2 separate regions of the Gossypium hirsutum genome follow, and region 1 is linked to region 2. The links are chromatin contacts, called in public Hi-C maps. All regions are on one chromosome and are shown on one strand. The core of a region is the stretch at or near the end of the contact, and the rest is flanking DNA. Distances in the headings are between cores, read along the strand shown.

Evidence for each region. A called contact is a pair of places that touch in the nucleus more often than the background predicts.
Region 1: a Hi-C map of hypocotyl shows a contact between it and region 2, with 3 times the contacts expected there. The contact joins the promoter of LOC107952053 here to the promoter of LOC107942364 in region 2. A contact is called at or near these places in 3 of 34 Hi-C or Micro-C datasets (hypocotyl and leaf).

What each region holds. Positions count from the first base shown.
Region 1 is chrA02:28,085,036-28,091,216 of Gossypium_hirsutum_v2.1, reverse strand. It overlaps LOC107952053, which reads right to left and starts at 3,191. Exons shown (of 6, transcript XR_005903601.1): 1 at 2,909-3,191; 2 at 1-502.
Region 2 is chrA02:27,484,802-27,490,376 of Gossypium_hirsutum_v2.1, reverse strand. LOC107942364 (60S ribosomal protein L38) reads right to left here and starts at 2,224. Exons shown (of 3, transcript XM_016876016.2): 1 at 2,066-2,224; 2 at 807-990; 3 at 471-655. The coding sequence starts at 2,068. The coding sequence ends at 633.

The sequences.
Region 1 (6,181 bases), core at 1,942-4,441, 600 kb before region 2:
CCGGATTGTGGACCTGATGATTTCTTTACAGGATCTCCATGTCTATTCGGTGGTCCAGAGTTGTTCGACTTCTTTAATGATGCTGAGCTGAACATGCCTCCAGTGGCACCAGGACCTGATGTGGTATAGCCTGCCCGAGGCGCTGCATTAGTCATGATTGGTCCAGAATTTGAAGCAGCACCCCCGAAAGATCCAGTCCTTGAAGGAACAGTATTTATAGGCCCAGATTTCCGGGACTTAGAACCATCCATAGGGATATCAAACATCTTCCCCAGTTCTCCGGACTTCTTAATATCTCCACCAGTATAGGGCATGGCCACTGAACTCATGGTTGGAGTCCTTTCTTTAGGCTGTTCTGGTCTGCCTGATACATAAAGCCCATTGCGGAGCTTATGAGATGGGAATCTAGAACCCATCTAGCTTCCTCTGTAAAATGCTGGTACCAAAATATCACACAAAAACTACTGCTAATAACTGCGCACATAAGAAACTCAAAGCCACCCTGGAAACACAGAAAGCAGAAAGGGGTTGGTCCATATGGGATTTGTCACATAGGTATCAAAAGGTGACTAGCTGATTGACACGAATGAGGCAAACAACACAAAACATGTATCGCAGTAGAAAGGAGAGCATAGATGAATATCATGCATGATAAAACATTATTATTCAAGCAAAATTCCTTGAACATATATGAAAGCAGCATCAGGGTTTCATAACTAGATTTTATCTAAGATTTTCATTTGTGCTAGTGCAGGAAGATTTTTAGCTAAACAGATAGGATCTTGTATAAGGGCGAAACACAATAATAATATGAAAATCTGGAGGATGATCAAAGCATTCAATGGCAGAAACATGCAAATTCAATTAGCAGGATCTCAAAGAAGATTAGACAAATTACAACAAACATCAAAATGATTACACCACTTTCTCTTAAGGATAGGACTTCTTTTGCCAAATATAGGATAAGACTTGAAAGCTAGAATCTTTGACAAGAGTTTGACAAGGAAGAATCACATAAACAGAGTCTTATTGTAAAAAAGAAAACTAACTCCAAGAAAATTCCAGTTCATAGCAATTAACCAATAACACTTCCATTATTACAGCTTTTTAGATATACCATTGCTTGCTAAATATCAACACACAGAAATAGAAATTAAGATCACTCATTTGACGCTATAAAATCCAAAGGTTCTACGATGTCCCTCAACAGCTTGTTAGATTTAATTTACTTGAGATTATTGCATTACAGTATAATCGTCACAAAGGCAACACAAATTTATTTATCAAACCAAGCAAGTAAAGCACAACAGAAACATGTCCTTGAACAAAGAATCCAAAACAGGGACCAACTCCAAATCTTGAATTAGACGGGCTGACTTCACATTTCAGCACAGCTACACAAACTGGATAAAGAACTGCTTAACTCAATGAATCCCAGAAAGCTTATGACTCGAAAATATTAGTGATCAGGACAGAAAGGGCTTCAAAATGTAACCTACAACCAAACAAAGAACCAAGGCTTGAAGCCCCTACCCCTTTGGCTAACATGGTTTAAAAAATCTGGCAGAAGGACAAGAAAATATTAAATCTCAAGATAAAAGCTGAAGGTATTCAAGAAAAGATAACCACTAGAAAGTTGTGAAACTCATGAAAGGAAAGGAAATAAATGTCATAGCTTTAATTAAATCAAGTAAAAAGGTAAAATTATCCCTACTCACTAAAACAATGAAAGCAAAGCAATACAAACATACTTCCATTGTTAAATTCTTATTAGACATAATTTAGTGGAGTCTTAGCCAATAGGAATGTATTCCTTGTAACTCAGAAAGCATATGGCATTCAATATATAGATATGCATGCTTGTAAATTCAGACAGTGAGAGAGGAAAACAAGTTCACGAACCAGACATCTATCTAACAACCACATTCAAACCCGGGTAAATATAAACACATCTTGATTTTGTACGGAAGACAATAGAAAGAAAAGGATCTGAAGGCATGGAGGAGAATAAGAATCCAAAGCTGTGAGAAAAATGCTAAAGGAAGGCCGTCTTTATCCCCCTATTGCACAGTTTCTTCGGAATTAACAGGATCAATTAAGTCAAAGTACTCATATTTTGATAGAGAATCACCATTTCAAATTTCCATAAAAGTATGTACCAAGTACCATTCCAGTCATCAACAACATAAAGAATCAAAATCAATCACCCAAATCAACATTCAAACAAAATCAAGGAAAGGGGACAAGATCCAATAACCGGCCATAAAGAGCTCCAAAATTATGAGAATTCTTATCCAATATTAGAAAGTTATTCTTTTTACAGTATTTTCTGAAAAAAGAACACAGCCCAAAATGGAATTCCTACTGACTAAAAGATGTAGACTTTCACAACTCTCTAAGAAAGGCATCATACAATAAAGAAGACATTCCTGCTACATTCACTTAAAATCTGGAGAACCAATTTTGCAGTCCAAATCAAAGAAGCAACGGATACCTATTCTAATTGTTCACCAAGAATTGATCAAATGGAGCAGATCTAAGAAGGAAACTTATATTACAAGCTTAATGAGCTCACCTAAAGGAACTTCTCTTTTCTACCTAGAGTCCAAATTATAAGATTTCGATTACATTTTTAACGTTTTTCAAAAACAAACCAAATGATTGTAACTTTTGTAGTATAAGAATATCAAAACCTTCCATTTTTAACAATAAAAGAAGCAAATTTACAGGCTGAACCACAAAAACAAACGATACCCAGATCTCCATTTGGAGTAAAAACCAAGAAATTGGGAAGATCTGAGGAAAGAGCAGAGATTAGTGTTGTTTTGTTGGGGTAGAGGACACAACTAAGAAGAAATAAAATGGCAGCATATGTAAAAGAAAAAAACAAGGTAAAGTAAACAAATACCTGAAGTAAAAGAAGAAAGAATCGATGAGGAAATGAGGAGATTTGGAGACATTATGGTTAGAGGAAGAAAAGAAAAACAGATACGGAGAAGAACAGGGAAGAATCCTTCCAACAAAAGTCCCACATTGTCTTTAAAAAGTCCTAAAAGATATTTTTACTGTTATCGTTTGTTGTTCATTTCGTACTCTCATATATATCATAACACCATATCGCAGCAATTTTTTTTTTCTTTGGTAGTACATCGCTGCAATTTTTTTTCACTATTTAGTTCTTACAGGAGTTAGTTGTTATTAGGTGAGATGATTTCACGAGAACTCGAAACTCCATGACAAATTCAGTCCATGAAAATTACTTAAAAAAATTATTTAATAAAATAAAAAATATATTGAAAATAGGGTAAACTATAGAAAACTTCACTCAACTATATTTGTATTCCTGTTTTGATCAACTAATTTTAAAAATTTTAAATTTAGATACTAATGTTTGAATTCTTTTTTATTTTGATCACCTACCATCAAATTGATTACATAAAGTCTTTTTCTAATTGGTATAATAACACATTTAGTCTTCAATACTTACTTATTCTATCAATCTAATTATAATTCTAAATAATTCAATAAATTTAACCCTTAAAATTTTTAAATTCTATCAATTTGATTTTCAAACTTCCTAACTAAAGCTTTCAATTTTTAAAATAGAGGTATTTCATATCTATTAATTGTTTTATTTATGGTTAAAATTATTCAATTCGATACATAACCCTTTTTGTTTATATTTGTAAGAAGTTAGTGTTAGAATTTAACTAAATGCCATTAAAAATAATAGAACATATAAATTTTAAAAATACAATATATAATAAAATTATATAAATATTTTAATATTTTAAAAAATTATTTTTCACTCTGGGTAGCATAATTTTAGTTTTAATTAATTTAGTAAATGATTTGACACTAAATCAGGTCATCAGTGATACGTATTGCTCATTGTGGATTTCAAAATTAAAAAAATAAAAATAAATAAAAACTTAATAATCTTGTATTTAGCTTATAAAATTTTTAAAAAAATTCATTACCAATGTAACAAAAGGAAATTCAATTAATTCTTTCAATTTTTTATTAAAAATAAATTTTAATAATTTTTTATATAATTATTTATTAAACAATTGAATTTTTCAAAGTAATATTTTTAACTCTCGATTTAATTTTAATTTCAATTTTAAGGACCAACTTCGAGGATTATTTCTATGTACCTCGAAGGAAATATCATATTGTTAACAACAATAATAAATGTAAAGTTTTTTTTAAAGTTTTTTCCATTGATTTAGTCAATTTTTTTATCAATTAAAGGATTATAAAATATTATATTTAGAAGAAAGTTGATAGAAAATGAAAAGGAAATAAAGTTTCAAAATAAAATCATTGGTATCAAGGATTTGCCCAAAAAACAACTCGTTGGTTGATAGTGTTATGAATATATAAATATCTTATTAAGTGGATGTTCATCAAAATCAAGATAAGTTTGGAGAAGCTTTGTAAATATTTTCATTGATTAATAAATACGCTCTTTCTTTTTCTCTCTTATTTTCTTTATTCTTTACTTTCTGTCTTTTTATTTTATAAAACGTTATTAGCACGATTCTCTTTTAATTATTTTTTTCCATAAGTCAATTTTTTTCCCTTTCACCAAGCCTTACCCCTTTCAAGCAACAACCAATGTAATAACCTGTCACTCAAATTTGCTACTCAAGTTGTTGTCTATTGCCTTCTAGAGCTACTATTATTTCGACCTTCACTTAAGGCCTACGCATTATGGGTAATCATTATGCAAAGAAATTTATAAAATCATTACATGATATGTTTTTCTCCTTTGTTGATTGATTTTTGGTAAAATTATTTTATAAAAAATATTATTACTTTAAGGTTTCTTTTAAACTAAAGATTTTTTTATTAAATTATAGTATGTATGATATTTGGATGATTAAATGATTATATTATTATTATTAAATATGCTTAAAATTATTGTATTATATCTTTTAAATTGAATTTATAAATATTTGATTAGAGCATCATAAGATTTTATAACATATATGTGGTATTGAAGTTTGGTACAATGTGTATAGGATAACTTTCAAGCATCGTACACGAAAATTTTGATTTTGTTTATTAAATGATTTTTTTACTATTGTATTATAAATGTTATTACGAAAATAAATTGTTTTACTACTTATAATAGTACTCTTGATAATAGTCAGGATGATAATAATAATAATAATGTTAAAGAATGTCATGTATATTTTACAATGATTTATTTATTATATCATGTTTATTATAATTGGAGACTAATCATGATAGATAGATTTTGATTTGAAATCCAAGCATGTTTTGCAATGGTGATTATAAAATAAAAAATCAATGGAGACATTTAGAAGTCTGTCCTACCATATTTGTTGCATTCCCCAAAGTGAATGCCAACATAAAGAAAATAAAATATATAATCATAAACAACTAAAAGTGAGAACTTATTAATAAATAAGAGAACAATGAGAGTTCTCAAGATAACTCTTTAAAGGGTAAAGATAACTTATGTTATCAATGTGATATGAAAGATTATTGGTCAAATATTTTGTTTATGTTAATATTCTTTGAGGAAAAATATGAGAATGTAGTAATGAATTCTATCATTACAAATAAAAAAAAATTATATGATTTTGTACTAAAACAAAAAAAATATTATTCCAATATTTGATAGTACAAAATTAGTTGAATGCTCCAGAAGAGTTAATATATCAATATCTAAAAGAACAAAATTGTGATTGTTAATGCATTGGTTTTAAAAGATATTCATCGTAATGGATCTCATATTGAGATTGTGAATGAGAAAAAAATTACATTTCATATGAATCACTATTGCTATAAATATCTATTTTGAAAAGATGAAAAAAAAAGGGGAGGATTGAGTTTTTGATTACTCTTGTTATTAAATTGAATTGATTGTAACTATCTTTGTGATCTTCATTTGTCATCATCCCTGTTAAGGGGTTGAAAGCAAAATGTTTGACTGTAAAAGATCTACTTAAATTTTGGAATAATTTAAAAGAAAAATGTGAGGAATAGAATATGGTAATTCTATCTAAAGCTCGTTATGGTTGGATGCACCTGAAGTTACAAATTTTTAAAACTGTGAGTATAACTTTATAGTATTCAAAATAAGTTCTCAATTAAAATAATGTGGAAAACTATTACTGATGAGAACCTTGCAAGAGGGAACTTATTC
Region 2 (5,575 bases), core at 975-3,474:
CCTCAACTAGTTCAGAGTTTCGCCATCAACTGTTTTACTAGTTTTAATTCTGATATGCGTTTAAGGACGAAATTGTTTAAATTTATAAATGTGGAAGGTTAAATTTGTTGAAACATTTAGAATTAAGATCAAATTGATAGAATATACCAACTTTGAGGACTAAATGTGTTCTAACACAAGTTAAAAAAAACCCATTAACAATTTAACAGAGAATAACCAAAACAAAAACATCCCAACCAAAACAGAAAATTTAAATAAAACCTACATTTGATCCAAACCAAATATACTTAAAATATTTTCTTCCTTGGCTCATCAATCGACTATGCATCTGATATGAATATGTTCAATTTTTTCGTATTTAGAAAATATCCATATTCATATCTGGATAGACACAAGTCAAAACAACATAAACTTGCAGAACAAGTGAGAGATCTTCAGTTTTCCAGAAGACGAGAAAAACATAGAGCATAGGACAACCAAAAGCAAAACACATTCATTAACCATTAAAAAGTAACTCGACCTCCATTTCAGTAAATTTTGAGTTTGAAAGGCATGAAATATGATAAAACCAAAGTCAAAATCTAGCTTTCATCACCTAGTAATTGGATGATGAATTCAAAGCGGCCCTATTTTCACAGGTCCTGGACACTCAAACCTGCAAACCCAAGACAAAAGAGAAATGCGGTCAAGAACAATGGTTAGTTTCTGCTACTTATCTAGCATTTATGATTTTAACATTTTATTTGTTCATTCTGCTAGTTTGATCCAAAAATGAAAAAGGCTCTGCAACATGTATGCTTTTTTACCTGGAGGGAGAGACTGCTTCAACTTATCAGCCTTCTCAGCATCAGACACACAAAGTGTATACAAGTACTTTGAACAGCGAACTTTGAACTTTACAACGTCTCTGCTCTTCTTGATTTTTACAGAGCATGCACCTTTCTTTCTGGCAGTGAGAAGGAAGTCCTTGATCTCATGAATTTGCTTTGGCTGCACAAAAGAAAAAACATTCATTTAATACAGAAACCTATAAAATAAACCTGTGTTTGCATATGAGCATTAGATACAGGATTGAGTAACAACATATGCAAATACTTTAACTTTTATGCCAGGTTCAACCATCTCATTTCCACTGACCATTCCAATTACTACTGACTTTTTTTCTCATTACCCATACAAGTCCTTTGATTACATTGCAATTAAGAAATAAATGGACATAAATTGATTGATCACATTACATACTTCTTTGTGACATGGACTTGGGTATTGGCTCCAGGCACTGGTATGTATCTATATCTTGGATTCACATAACAAGCTAAAAGATATTCAAAATTTTGATAAGGATGCATGAACCTTATAACAATGTCTTAAAGCATTTAAATGGTACAACCTATCATACCAATGAAGAGTCAGACCCAAGCATAGAAATCATTATTCAAGAGTCTATACAAACAGAAATCCTAAGATGGATCAAATTATAAGGAGAAAACACCAAGATGGAAACAATAAATCATTCAACAGCAGACAAGCGATTCATATTAAAAACACGAACAACTGATACAACGATTGAAATTTCTTACAAATTCATTATCCTAGAACTTGTAGAACATCAAAACAACTTGATCTTTTAATACAAAGAAAAACACATTTATATTAACTTGCAAAGTTCCAGCAAAGCGCTTAAAAAAAACCTGTGCCAAATAGAGGCATGATACTTTGTACATGAACAAGTTCGCAAAATAATTCATCCAAAAATTATTGAATAATTCAAATTGAGAAAACTATCAACTGAAAGTGATAGTTATCACAGTTCTGAAATCTCTAGAACACGTAAAGCCAAAAAAAAAAAAAAAAAACCACCTCAGTTACCTTCCTAAACACAAATTCAAAAGAAAAATTGAAATCTGGAACAAGGAAGCCAAAAAAACAGAACAACACAAACCAAGAACAAGCATCTGAAGCATAAATTATCATCAGCAAATACAACAATGACAGATAGAGCATCGGAAAAAGAACAGATTCAGAGATCTAAGGAGATGATTGAAGAGAGAAAATCGGGTTTTACCATTTTCGATAGAAGCTTTGTGGAGAGCTTCCTGACTTCAGTAAAACACAAACAAAAATATAGCACCAAACCCTAATTCTTCTATATTCAATTAATATAGAGGCCCATGACAAAACCCTAGAAATTTTCCCTTGCAAATTATAAATTTTTATTGGGCAGGCTTTAACTATTGGGCTACAAATGGAATAACATTGCTTAGTTGGTTATAGTTGAAGCTTAGAGAAAGAAGACGAGTGGGTTTAAACCGGGCTTAAACCCAAATTGGACCGGATTTTAGATTTATTAAGAAAACACATTCAAATCTGGGTTTAAACCGGGCTCAAATCCAAATTAGACCGGATTTTATTTTTATTAAGAAAACACATTCAAATCTAGTCTTAGTTTTTTATTTAAAAATTTATTTTATTTTAATAGTCAATTATACTTAAAATTATAAATATAAAAAAATTATTATCTTAAAATTATAAAATCAGTCTCAAAGGTTTAATGGGCCGGGTTTAAGCTTTGCTTATGGAGGATGACCAAGAGTGAGTGTGAAAAATTTGTTAATTGTTATAAAATAAAGAGAGATGGAAAAAATGAAGAACAAAGAAAATATGAAAGCAATATAGAATGTACTTTATTGATCAAATGTATTATTACAATACTTTATCAGAATCTCTATTTATAGGCATAAAAAGTATAAAAGAAGTAGAGATCTAATTCTAATAACTATTAGAATTTAAAGTAAAAACTTTATCTTGATCATGATGGTCATCCACTTAATAAGATATTTATAACACTCCTCCTTAAATATTCATTGGTAGATAATGTGCCTCGTTAAAACCTTATTAGGAAAAGCCCTATGGGATCAAAATCTAATGAAGGAAAAATAGTACACAATCTATAATACGCATAATATGATGCCTCATTCAAAACCTTATCAGAAGAACCCAATGGGACAAAACCTCAATTAAGGAAAAAAGAGTGCAACGCGTATTTACTCCCCCCATGAAAACATCACATATTTTCTCATATTCTACGTATTTAATCTTGAATACTAGTTTTTCAAATGACTATTTGAATGTATTGCTAAGCATTTATATCATCATTCTTTTAAAAGTCATGAGTGAGAAAATTTTGGGAAAAATATAATTTGATTTCTTTAGGAGATTCAACAATAATCATAATAAACTTTAATGATTATTCTTTTATAAAAGCGCAAATAGGTATTTTGGATCATTTTATAATCCTCCTTCAACTACTATTCACTAAGTCAAATTTACCACATGTGTTTAAATTATTTCAATTCATATAAATGAACAATTTTTCGAGAATTTCAATATGCTTCTAGCATCCTAAATCCTTCAAGGATTTTAATACAAACTTTACTATATAGTGATTCATAAAATGTTGTAACAATAACCATTAGACGCAAGTTAAATCTTTTATGAATTGTCAATTTAATAATATATCTAAAAGTTATTGCATTCACCACAAAAAAATATTATATCTTTTCATAATCAATGTCGGGACTTAGCGAAAGATTTCATATTCTTATTCTGCTTTTGCAAAACTACTTCAATTGTAACGCCCCGAACCCGAGACCGTCACCGGAGTCGAATACGAGGTGTTGACAGACCTTTAAAAATTTTTCCAGACACTGCCCAGTCTGAGTACTAGTCGCTTCAAAAATCATATCTTGAGTTTCACAACTCGAAAATCAGTTTTGTGATTTTTCCCTGAAACTAGACTCATGTCCCCACCTATATATTTTTTTCTAGAATTTTTGGTTGGGCCAATTAGTACAGTTTATTAGTCAAAGTCTCTCATGTTACAGGGGTCGACTACACTGACCTTTTCCCATTACGACTGGGATATCTCTCTGCACAGGGCTTCAATACTAATGCCGTTTGTTTCTATGGAAACTAGACTCAGAGAGGAATCCATACATATATGGTATGACCCCTAATTATCTCTGGTCAATTTATAGTGAATTTCCAAAGGCGGAACAGTGAATCCAGAAACTGTTCTGGCCCTGTTCCACAAGAACCCGAATATCTCTTTCTGTACTATTCCTATAATTGTTTCGTTACTTCCATATGAAAGTAGATTCATCAAGGTTCGATTACATAATTTATTCACTATTTAATTCCACTCCTACGAATTTATGTGATTTTTCAATTCTACACCACTGTTGCTGTCAAAATCTGTTTTCAAGATAAACTTTACCTATTTTGTGGTTACCATGGACCAACTAGGGTTTTGCCATACATAGGTCCACATGTGATCATATTTAGCCATTCCAATGGCTGATCATTAGCCCAACACTTCCATTTCAATCCATAGTCACATCGTGAAACCATATATATACATACATAAACACAAATGGTCTAATGCCATACTCCACATCTACAAGCCATTTTCGCATAGCTTTACACACATACATCACAAAAGAACTTAAACAACAGGGGGTAATCCTATACATGCCATATCCAGAGTTCAACTAAAGAGTACCAAAAGAGCTTGATAGTGTAGATGACTTCGACTTCGCTGATCCCGAATCCGATAGCTAACGAACAAAATCTATAAAACAGAGAGCCAAAGCAACCGGGTAAGCATTTTTAAGCTTAGTAAGTCTCAAGTAATGAAATCGGCTTTGACTACAGTATTACATTCACATAGCTAACTAAGTCATTTTATTTACACACATTCTCATAATCCTACTTACTTCACACTTCATCAACATATATACACAAGGTATCAACCTTTCTAAAAGCCGAAAATTCGTTAGCCGATCGCACGAATACTATTTAAAACGAATCGACTTTTCCAATGCACATGCAACATACCTTATCGTTCGGGTTGGTCGAGCATATTTATTGAATTAGTTACAGCACAAAACGCTCACATTCAAACCCAAGTTTCTTCGGTATTTAACCGAATACAACCGCAAACACATTTGCCTTCCGGTCTTAACCCGGACATATCAACTTGCATAATTGCCTTCGGGTCTTAGCCCGGATATATCATCTCGCATAATTGCCTTCGGGTCATAGCCCGGACATATTAACTCGCATAATTGCCTTCGGGTCTTAGCCCGGATATATCAACTCGCATAATTGCCTTCGGGTCTTAGCCCGGATATATTAACTCGCATAATTGCCTTCGGGTCTTAGCCCGGATATATTAACTCGCATAATTGCCTTCGGGTCTTAGCCCGGATATATTCCAATGCTCATGCACACATATATCAATAATCATAACACATCCATATCATTTCTTCGTTACTAAGGCTCAAACACAAAACATTTATTAAACCTTTCAAATTTCGGCTCAGTAGCCGCACACAAAGAGCATAATTTCAATTGGCTTTATAACATAGTCTCTAAGCACTTTCGACTATCCGTCATAGTATGACTATTCATTTCAATATAATTCAAGTAGGGTCATTACTCGAAGACTTACCTCAAATGTCGTCGAACGACTTCAACGGCTATTCAATTACTTTTTCCTTCCCTTTATCGGATC